2 separate regions of the Gossypium hirsutum genome follow, and region 1 is linked to region 2. Evidence: chromatin contacts called from public Hi-C data. All regions are on one chromosome and are shown on one strand. Each heading gives the region's core, a stretch centred on a gene start, on an enhancer-like site or on the middle of the called end of the contact. The rest is flanking DNA. Distances are from core to core; before and after follow the strand shown.

Region 1 (5,301 bases), core at 846-3,345, 260 kb before region 2:
CTCCATAGTTATGTAGCTTTACATAACAGGTAAAGAGTAGGATTCCACATGATCAGTAAACTATACTATCTTAACAGCAAAACGAAACTGGTTTAGTTTCACATAAGTTCTCCACCAAGGCTTCTCAAGGGTCCAAGATTTAGACTTCATAGAAAATCAATACCTATGCTGGAAATATAATGAAAGTGGAAGAAACAAAAAGGATGTGGTTAAACTATTTCTGTAAATTTACATATAGTGTATCACAGAATCTGTTTAATGGAAAAATATTAAAATCTATGAAAGTCAGAACTTGACGCTGAAGCAATCCCACTCATTGAATCTCACAACCTAAGAGTCGGAAAAATCTTGGAACAAACTAGCAAGATCATTAGAGAAGGCCTTGACATAGTATGCAACTAGATTATCTGGAACTCTCATCATTTTCTGTATTAGAACTTAATAACAAATATAAAGAAACAAGAAAGTAGAAGATGCAGGATCAAATATTATGCAAAGAAGCACCTTGAGATTATCCTCCAAGATGCGGGTAAAATAGTTCTGCAACTCAGATCCTCGAAAGTAGGTCAAGATTTCCTGCCAATCTGGAGGATTCTGCAAATAGGTTATCCAAATAGGTAAAGAAAGCACACAGCTAAAGAAGCAATTACAGAAACAAAACTTCAAATAAATACATTGAAACGACCCAAGTTTGGCTTTAGCTTCCCAGCCAAAACTTTAAGAGCAGTTGATTTTCCAATGCCATTGGTTCCAACCAGACCAAGAACTTGCCCAGGCCTTGGAACTGGTAACCTGAAATTGCAATTCAAAACCATCTCAAAATGGAGGTGGTGGGAGAAAGAAAAAAAGAAAGCATGCAAAAATTACAAAATTTTTCAAGAACAATATGAACGAACAAACCTGTGTAGTTTAAAAGTATTGGGGCCATATCTATGGGTTGTATCTTTATCCAAATCCCTTGGTAAGTTGATGATTTGAATTGCTTCAAATGGGCATTTCTGCATCAGAAGATAAGTGGTTCAGCTTTAGACACATACTATTTGTCATCTGCGAACATAGAAACCAACACGAATTCGATATCAAAGTGAAGTTACATACCTTGACACAGATGCCACAACCAATGCACAACTCCTCAGAGATGAAAGCAATCTTTGAGGCAGGGGTAACCTCAATGCAAAGTTTCCCTGCAGAAGGAGAAACAAAGTGAGATAGACTATCTGAAGCAGGAGAGAATAGATAAACTAGACCCAAGTAGCAGGCTAACAGCTGACTTGAATATCATGTGTCCGACAGGACAAATAAGTTACAAGCATTAACAATATCCAAAATGCAAGTCTAGAATGATGATTAATTAGTTTACAACTATAAGGCCATTTGTGGAGTTAAATAAAACTCCACTGGCAGTGCTCAGAATAATCCTATATACATGCTGTCAGAAACATTATTGTGACAAGAACTCCGTATCCAAGAAATATAGTTTCCTCCTAACAATCTGTTATCTTATACTTCTTCACTGTTCTTCTATATTCGTCCCTATTTCTTTCAGGTTACCGGCTGATATTAATCCGGCTTGCAACACAAGCACAGTAAGTTTCCTTGATACTTTCACCGATTCTCCAATAATCAACATCGTTCGGGAAGAAATAATGAAACAATACATTTAAGGTAATTCGATTAAGATGAAATTAGATTAACCCCTAATTCTAAATCTCCAAAAACAGGAAAACAATTCCATACTAAAAAAAATGAAAAAGATAATCAGTAACGGGAAGAATAAAGTTTATGTTACCAGTTTTAACAACAGGACAGCTCTTCTTGCATTCCTGACGGCACTTCTTGGGCTTGCAGCGGTCGGAGCTGACAATCGCGATACGCGTCAAGCGATCCGCCATCTCTCCGTCGGATTTACAAAACGAAAACCGATGGATTTATTAGGTGTAGGGATTTGAAGATCGGGCTGCGTTTATTTAGCTTATGGAAAAAGGAGGAGAAAAAGAGGGAGGAGGCGTGTGCTTCGATCGGGACGGAGATGAGGTGAGCGTAGAGCACACGCAACGCACGTGGAGGGACTTTTAGGGTTTTCTCTCTGTTTTAGTGTTTTACTGTTTACATTTATGACTTTTTTATATGTTTCTTTCTCCGTTTTCTAGGTTAAATTCTTCTAGAAGTCCCTGTATTTTTCAAAAGTTGTGGACTTAGTCCCTATACCTTTATTTGATCAATTTTAGTCCCCATAAATTTCAAATTGATAAATTTTAGTCCTTTTACTTTCCAAAATTTAAAATTTTAGTCCTGGCCCAAACAATAGCAGTTAAATTTATTTGATTAAATTTAATTACTAGTCCTATACTATGTACAATTATAGATTTAATCCATTTTCTCTAATTTGATCATTTTAAATCCCTATACTTTTCAAAACTTGAAATTACAATCTTAATTCAAATGAGTAATCCATTAATTAGATTTTTAGTGAGTAATACGTGGAAATAATAACATATAATAATATTAACACATTAGATTTTGTAGTAGTGGAACTTTACTTAATGAATTTAGCAATTATTATTTGGTGATAATTGAAATTTAAAAATTTTGAAAGTAAAAAGACAAAAAATGACCAAATAAAAGTATAGGGGTTAAATCCACAACTTTTACTAATCGCAAATACTAATAGTAGAGTTTAAACTTTTTTTAATATGACTTTATGTTTCTTGTGCGATTTACTGTTGATATTTTTTGTCAAATATTGCTATTACTCCCTGTACTATGAATAAGTTGCAAATTTAGTTTATATATTCTAATTTGTTACTTTTAGTTCTTATACTTTTCAGATTTTGAAATTTTAGTCTTTAACCAAATGGTAACATTAAATTCGTTAAGTTAAATTCTCTTATTTCCAAAATCTTATATGACCAATATAATATATTACATGTGCAAATGTCAAGTTAGCTTGCTATTATTATATGACACTAAAAATAACCATATTATTATACTTTAATTGATTTAATGTCTACAATTTGCGTCAACTTATATTTCAAAATTTGAAAAGTATAGCAAACTAAAAATGATCAAATTAGAGAATAGAGACTAAATTCATAACTTACACATAATACGTCACTAAAGTAGAATTTGACCTAACAAATTTAATACTTACCATTTGGACCAATATTGAAATTTCATAGTTCAAAAAGTACAAACTAAACTATAATTGACCAAATTAGAGTATTAAATTAAATCCATAACTTACTCATAGTATATTAACAAATAACAAATTTTTGTTTTGAATAGCATAAATATGCCTTCTAATACTTGAGTTTGATTTTTAATGTTCAGATTGATATCTATATTTTTTGTCCTGATATGTACCAAAATTTGATTCTCATCACATATTTTAATCTATTTTTGTAACTCCTATAAAATTAGATGATGTGGATCAATCAGATTTAAACAAGCGACAATATGCCACATCAATTTGATAAAAACAACTAACATGTGTGATGAAAATTAAATTCAAGTAACGATCTAGAAACATAAATTGTTGTAAATCATTTGATAAAATAGATGTCCATAACCCCCAATTTCATCCTATTGTAACTCCTAAAAAATGAATATCCATAACCCCTAAATTCATTAGTTTGTAACCCTTAAATAATTTATAAGATACATTAATGTTGGTCTTTAATGTTTTGTAACTTATGGTTTTTGAAGTCTTATAAATAGAGGGCATGTACAAGCTTATAAGAGGCCAATGTGGAAGTTAAATAATCCTTTCATCTTTTGTCCATTCTATATTTCTTTTAGTTTTATATCCTTTCTATATTTCTTCTAATTTTATAATATAAATAACTATTTTAATATTGAATCTTAAAAATTATATTTATAGGTTACATTTTTTGGTCTTCATCCAATTACAGAGGCCCACAATAATTGTGCACCAAACCAAAAATTTTTTTGCCTCATTTTGTACATACATTAAAATTTTCTTCAATTTATATGGATATTGTTGTCAATGTAGGAGGGCGTGGCTTCGAATGCGTTAAAACGCATTATCCTCCTACTTATGGGTTGGAGAAGGGCTATGGGTAGCTCTAGACATTGTGTCAAAAAGAGCAGATATGATCGACACCTATAATGAGATTGTTCAAAAAAGTTTTTGAACAGTGGGCAGTGAAAATACAAACAATTTTCATGTGTCAAGTCCGCTCCAATCCACAATGTTGTGCATTTTCTATTTTCTTTAATGTTTTAAAAAAAATTAGTTCATAAGCTAATTCAGTATGTTTATTGATTTAATTGGTTTAATCAAATATTCAATATTGAATACTAATATTTTATCTCTTCATTGAGATAAATAATATTATATTTCAAGAAATTGAGTCACCAAGCATGGAACAACTACATCGCCATTTCACTTAACATCTTTTTCGGAGTAACAACTCTTATTGTTCAGAACAATTATTGTTCAAGAATAGCTATTTCCAGAATAGTTACGCTCAAAACTGGGCTTTAGTTAGAATAATTGACATTCAGTGTAGTTGTTATTGTAACACCCCAAACCTGTATCTCTCGTTGGAACCGGGTTATGGAGCATTACCGGAGTTGTAACACTCGTTACCCATATTCAATGCCAGAACAGGGTACAAGGCATTACCGGACTTAAACACAAGCAAACATACATTTCCGAGTAATAAATTTTTGTCCAATTTAAAACCATTTGCAAATACTCATAAAGTCCCTAATATGAGACTACGAGGCCTAAAACATACATTGGAAGTGATTCAGGACTAAACCGAGAACTTTAGAAAATTTTACAGCACTTAAATTTTTTTTTACTAAATAGGGGTCACACGTCCGTGTTGATATGGGACACGCCTGTGTGGGCAGGCCATGTGGTCATATACGCCCATGTCTCTAACCCGTATACCTCTCTGTTTGTCACCCAAGAACAAATTGAAGACACACGGCCAAGTCACACGCCCGTGTGCTAGGCCGTGTGGTCGATTTGAAATTTATGATTTTTCATTAAATAGGTACAGACTTCACACTCCCAGGACACACGTCCGTGCCTGAGGCCATGTCATCCATACGGCTGAGACACACGCCCGTGTCTCTGCCCGTATGCTCAATTTTGAACATTCTGTTTCTCAAAATTGAGGTGCAGGGGACACACGGTCAAAACACATGCCCATGAGGCAGACCGTGTGTCACACACGGCCTAGACACACACCCGTGTGTCTACCCGTGTGGACAAAAATAAGGTTATTTACCAAGCTTTTTTACCACCTTTTTATGCACACACCTATA
Region 2 (5,528 bases), core at 2,396-4,895:
CATATATGGTTTGGATGGGAGAAATCACAACAGGTGGCTTCACTACACAAACTCATCCATCGGGACAGAATATCTATATTAGTAAAGCCTATTATTAATTTCATCTCAACATAATTAAGCATAAAATAAAAAACAAAAAACAAATGGTTTTGTATTTGGTAATTGACTTTGACAACTCAACTCTTTTTAGGTTTAGCCACATGTATTGCCACAACACATGCATTAAGATGTCATGCATCATTATTGGACTATTCAGCTAATCCAAATTTTGAAAAAGATTGAAACATTCTGATCATAATTGATCTCCTGGCTAAGAGTTCCCATTTTCATCTCACAAATCTCATCATTTTATTTTTTTTCCTTTTACATAATTAATATATCCTCCATTTTTATTTTACAAATCTATTCTCTTTTTAGTCTGGACATATGTATTTATTTAGGTCGATTAGTCCATGTAGTTTGACATAATTTGTAATTTATTTTTTATATTTAAAATTTATCTTTTTTAAAAAAAAATTAAAAATCTAGTTTCATCATTGAAATTAGTATTTTCAATCATAATTTACTAACTTGTGCCATATGGTTGAAAGAAAATAGACATGTCAATTTTATAAATTTTGATAAAAAAAATACTAACAACATTAATGATTGAATTAAGATTTTTTAAAATAAAATAAAAATAACAACACTTAAATTTTTAACTCTTTTAAACAAAAACAAAATCTCAAATTGCTCATATTTTAACCAATTATTTAGCATTCAGATACTGAAGTATCAAATTAATTAAATACCCAAATGTAGTAAAAAATGTTAATTACCTCTCCATTGCCATCCTAAACACCCAAAGACCGTAAACAAATGGAAACAAAAATATTTGCAAATATATATGCGGATCAAAAGGCAAGTAGGGATTTTGGTTTGATTAAATTTTAACCTCTTTTTAAAAACTAATAATTCAAATTAGGGTTTTTTTATATAAAATTTTAAATTTTTACCTCTCAAATTTTATAATTTTATCTCCATCTCTCTAATACAAAATGCTTAATTTTTTACTTTTTAACTCTGAATGGTATTATTGAAGAAATAATCAATATCACTCTATATATAATTTATATTTGATGCACTAACAATATATAATTGTATAGCTTATGGATGAATCAATTTATTGCCTCATCAACAATAAAGTTAGGTAAATTTAATTTCAACTTTTTTATAATATATCAACATCTAGTACACACAATAATAATATCAAATATTAACCCGGTGGAACATATCACACCATATTTTAATACTAGTATTGCTGTTGTTTTTTTTGCCACCAATAGCTACTATTTAACTACTATAAATGCTCAATTACTCGTGACTTTTACTTTAATTATATCGGTATTGAATTCTTGTGATTGGTTTGATGATCAAAGATTGTTCATCTATAGAATCCATTCGAATTTAAATTTTGGAAAAGTAAGTGGTAAACCATTATTTAGACAATTCTATTTAAACATAGCATGTACATGTATAATATGAATATGTCTTTAACTGTAAGTGCATCACATTACTAAAGAAAATACTACATTGGTATTGTAATATAATCATTTTACTATCCCTGTTGTTTTTCTTTCAAGTTTCGCTTCATTTTATTCCTTTTGTTACCATATAAAAGAAAATATATCAGTATCGGTAGCTTAGTTAAAAAAAAAAAAGGGTAAGCTACTAAGTTCATAGTCATTGGTACATTACTAGTTATTTTGGATGAAAATGTACTCGAAAAGGAAAAAAAGCATGATTTTTTTTTAATATATAATGTTATTTTAGTATAATTATAGTTACTAATTAATGTAGAATAAATAGATTTATTTGTTTTTTTTTCAAATTAGTATAACTTAAATAAAATCAAAGTGCTAAATGCATTTAAACATTAAAATTCACATATAATTAAAAAATCTTATCATGGCTACACTAATTAATGATGTAGATGAAATATTAAAAATAGTTAAGAATAGAATGTTGATGAGCATAAGAGATGATAAATTGATGATTGAGAGCCCCCCACCCAAGATGGAAAAAAATTGAGGTTTTGGACTAATTCCTAAACCTATAAAACCTATAACAGACCAAAAATATTATTCAATTATGGTGATTTTGAGTATAAATGAGAAACCACATTTTTATTGAAGCAGTACACGGTGACTTCGTTTCTTGTATATGTAAGTCTTTATTTTTGGTTGGGGCTTGACAAAGGTTTTGACTCACCAAAACACCACCCAAATCCAACCCAACATTTATTAAACACTCTCACTCTTTTGGCTGCTTATTATATATATTGATAAATATATTGTATAAGCTTTTATTGCAGCTTGTTCAAAGTGGGGTTTTGCTTTGAAAATAAAAAGGCATGCTTTGAACTGTCTCCAATTCAAAGATGGGGGTTTTGAATGACAAATTATTTTAGTTTAAGATTTAAAACATATGGCACAGATTTTGGTGAAGCGTATAAAAATTGCAGACTTTTAGAGTGAGGTATGGTAAAAGACTATGGGGTTTCTACCCTTCAATATTTGGATGTTCAAAGAAAAAGTGAGTACGGATTGAGCTCGTTAAAGTGACTCATACTTCTAACTTCAAACTCTCCTTTTGTCTTGCTTAAGGGACGTTTTCTTTCATGTCTTAAAACCCAACCTTTTCTTGATTCTGGTCAAACACTCACGCGCTCTTTCTGCTTTCTTTTCTTTCAGTCCTGCCACGTGCTTGCTATTTTTATTTTATGACTAATTTATAGTTTTTTTACATTTAATCATTTTAAATTATCTACAGTTACTAGTTAATTTTTAAATAAGAGTACAATTCACTTCAGGGAATTCATATTTTCTTACATTGATAATAATTTTAATGTCAGTCGAGTTAAGACTCAATCTATATATTAAATTATAGTTAATAATTATGTTTTTATTGTAAAATAATACAAAAACATTCACAGTCATTAATAAAAATATATGAAAAAAAAGAAATAGATAAAAATTATACAACATTGTGATTATAATACAATCACAAATATGAGTTTAAGTAAGGACAAATTATAATCAAATCAAAATCAAATATAAATAATCTAAGAATCAAAATAATCTAGACTAAAATTATTCCACGAGATTAAAACTCACACATAAAAATAGATATATATTCAAATAATTATAAAATAGAATTAAACTAAGATAAAACATAAAATAAATTAATAATCAAAATAATTAAGATTAAAATAAACCGATCAAATCGAATTAAAACCCACAAATATAACTAAAAGCACAAGGTTTAAAGCTTTGACCTTTACTGATAACGTTAACATCGGTAATTAAATAAAAAAAATAGTGAGATGAAATTTTAATATTAATAAAATAATAAAAATAGAATATGTAACAATGAACTGAGTCACAGAAAATATATTAGCACGGATAAAGAGTACAGATGAGTAGAACTAGAAAACATGCAATGAGCTGGAGGGAGATTCCGCGTGTGGGGGATTCAAGTTGTATTTCAAACCCCCTTCCTTTTCCCTTCCTATATCCTTTTCATATTTCTAACCCGACCCGACCGAGCCCGACCCAATCCCCAGTCCCCCCCCCCTATATATATACCTGCTGCTCACTTGTTTCCATCACACAACTTCTTCACCATTCAGCTACCAAGATTTCCACCCTATTTATAATTTATTAAACATGGCATTCTATTTCATGATTCCCTTATTTGCTTCCATTTTCTTTATTTTTCTCTTCAATTCTCTGCTTAATTTGTTCAAATCCAAAAAATCCCGGGATTTACCCCTCCCGCCAGGCACCTTGGGTTGGCCGTACATCGGTGAAACCTTTCAGCTCTACTCCCAAAACCCAAATGTCTTCTTTGCTTCCAAGCAGAAAAGGTGTGTTATTTTTCTTTGTGGCATGTTCTTTGCAGTGTAATGTAATGCATGCTTACAATGGGCTGTGGCTTGTGTTTGTTTGTTTTTATATAGGTACGGCTCCATATTCAAGACCCATATACTCGGGTGTCCCTGTGTGATGATTTCCAGCCCGGAAGCTGCGAAATTTGTGCTTGTCACCAAGTCTCACCTCTTCAAGCCAACGTTTCCGGCCAGTAAAGAGAGGATGTTGGGCAAACAAGCCATTTTCTTTAGCCAAGGACAGTACCATGCCAAATTGAGGAAGCTTGTGCTCCGTGCCTTCGTGCCTGAAGCCATCAAAAGCTTCGTTTCCAACATCGAATCCATTGCCAAAGATTCTCTCCAGTCATTGGAAGGCAGGCTGATTACCACTTTCCAAGAAATGAAAACGGTAAGCCTAAAAAACAGAGAGGGAAAAAAAAACAGGGTTGTTTCCTCTGTTTTTGTTTACCCTGTGTTTGATGATATGTTGATATCAAATATATTTTTTATATTTGCAGTACACATTCAATGTTGCGCTGCTATCGATATTCGGAGAGGATGAAGTGAAGTACAGAGAAGATCTGAAGAGGTGTTATTACATATTAGAAAAAGGTTATAACTCGATGCCCATTAACATTCCGGGTACACTTTTCAACAAATCGATGAAAGCAAGGAAAGAGCTAGCTCAGATCCTGGCCAAAATCATATCGACCAGGAGAGAAACGAAGCAGGAGTACAATGACTTGTTGGGTTCTTTCATGGGTGATAAAGAAGGCCTCACCGATGAACAAATCGCTGATAACATCATTGGTGTAATCTTTGCTGCTCGTGACACCACCGCTAGTGTACTCACTTGGATAATTAAGTACCTTGGAGAAAACCCCAGCGTTCTTCAAGCTGTCACGGTAAGTTTATTGCTCCTCCTATGGGACTAGTCCAAGAAAACTCCACCATAGACACACTGACTTGGTTGTTTCTTGTGGTGTTTTACAGGATGAACAAGAGGCCATAATGAAAGGTAAAGAGAAATGCGGTGAGGAGCAAACTCTGAGCTGGGCAGATACCAAGAAGATGCCCATAACTTCAAGAGTGATTCAGGAGACACTTAGGGTTGCTTCGATTTTATCTTTTACCTTCAGAGAAGCAGTGGCTGATGTTGAATATGAAGGTCAGTTGCACCACAACCTCTGTCAATATATATACACATACTAAGTCACTCTTTAGTGATAAAAGATTTCATTTGATTTGAAATCTTGATCGGTCCACATTTCAATACAGATAATTCAATCTATATAACTGTTAAGAGTATAATGCTACTACCTTTGCCTTTTTGGTTCAAATAGCCTAACTTGTCTTTTTGTTGTGAAAAATATTAAACAGGGTATCTTATACCAAAAGGATGGAAAGTTTTACCACTTTTTAGAAACATTCATCACAGCCCAGAAATCTTCCCAGATCCTGAAAAGTTTGATCCTTCAAGATTTGAGGTAGACTTATGCAGAGTTTTGTTGTTTTCAATTTTTTTTCTTTTAAATTAAAAAAAAAAAAGGAGAGAGAGTAAGTAGCAATCACCTAAAGCATACTTTTGCTCAATGATTGAACAGTTTGTTCCAAAACC

Evidence for each region. A called contact is a pair of places that touch in the nucleus more often than the background predicts.
Region 1: a contact with region 2 is called in a Hi-C map of hypocotyl, with 3 times the contacts expected there. The contact joins the promoter of LOC107929447 here to the promoter of LOC107929452 in region 2. A contact is called at or near these places in 2 of 34 Hi-C or Micro-C datasets (hypocotyl and leaf).

Annotation. Positions count from the first base shown.
Region 1 is chrA08:110,261,836-110,267,136 of Gossypium_hirsutum_v2.1, reverse strand. It overlaps LOC107929447 (ABC transporter E family member 2), which reads right to left and starts at 2,095. Exons shown (of 12, transcript XM_016860873.2): 1 at 1,790-2,095; 2 at 1,099-1,184; 3 at 901-998; 4 at 675-792; 5 at 505-594. The coding sequence starts at 1,892.
Region 2 is chrA08:110,005,556-110,011,083 of Gossypium_hirsutum_v2.1, reverse strand. LOC107929452 (abscisic acid 8'-hydroxylase CYP707A2) reads left to right here and starts at 3,645. Exons shown (of 7, transcript XM_016860880.2): 1 at 3,645-3,907; 2 at 4,001-4,319; 3 at 4,429-4,815; 4 at 4,904-5,078; 5 at 5,291-5,397; 6 at 5,515-5,528. The coding sequence starts at 3,708.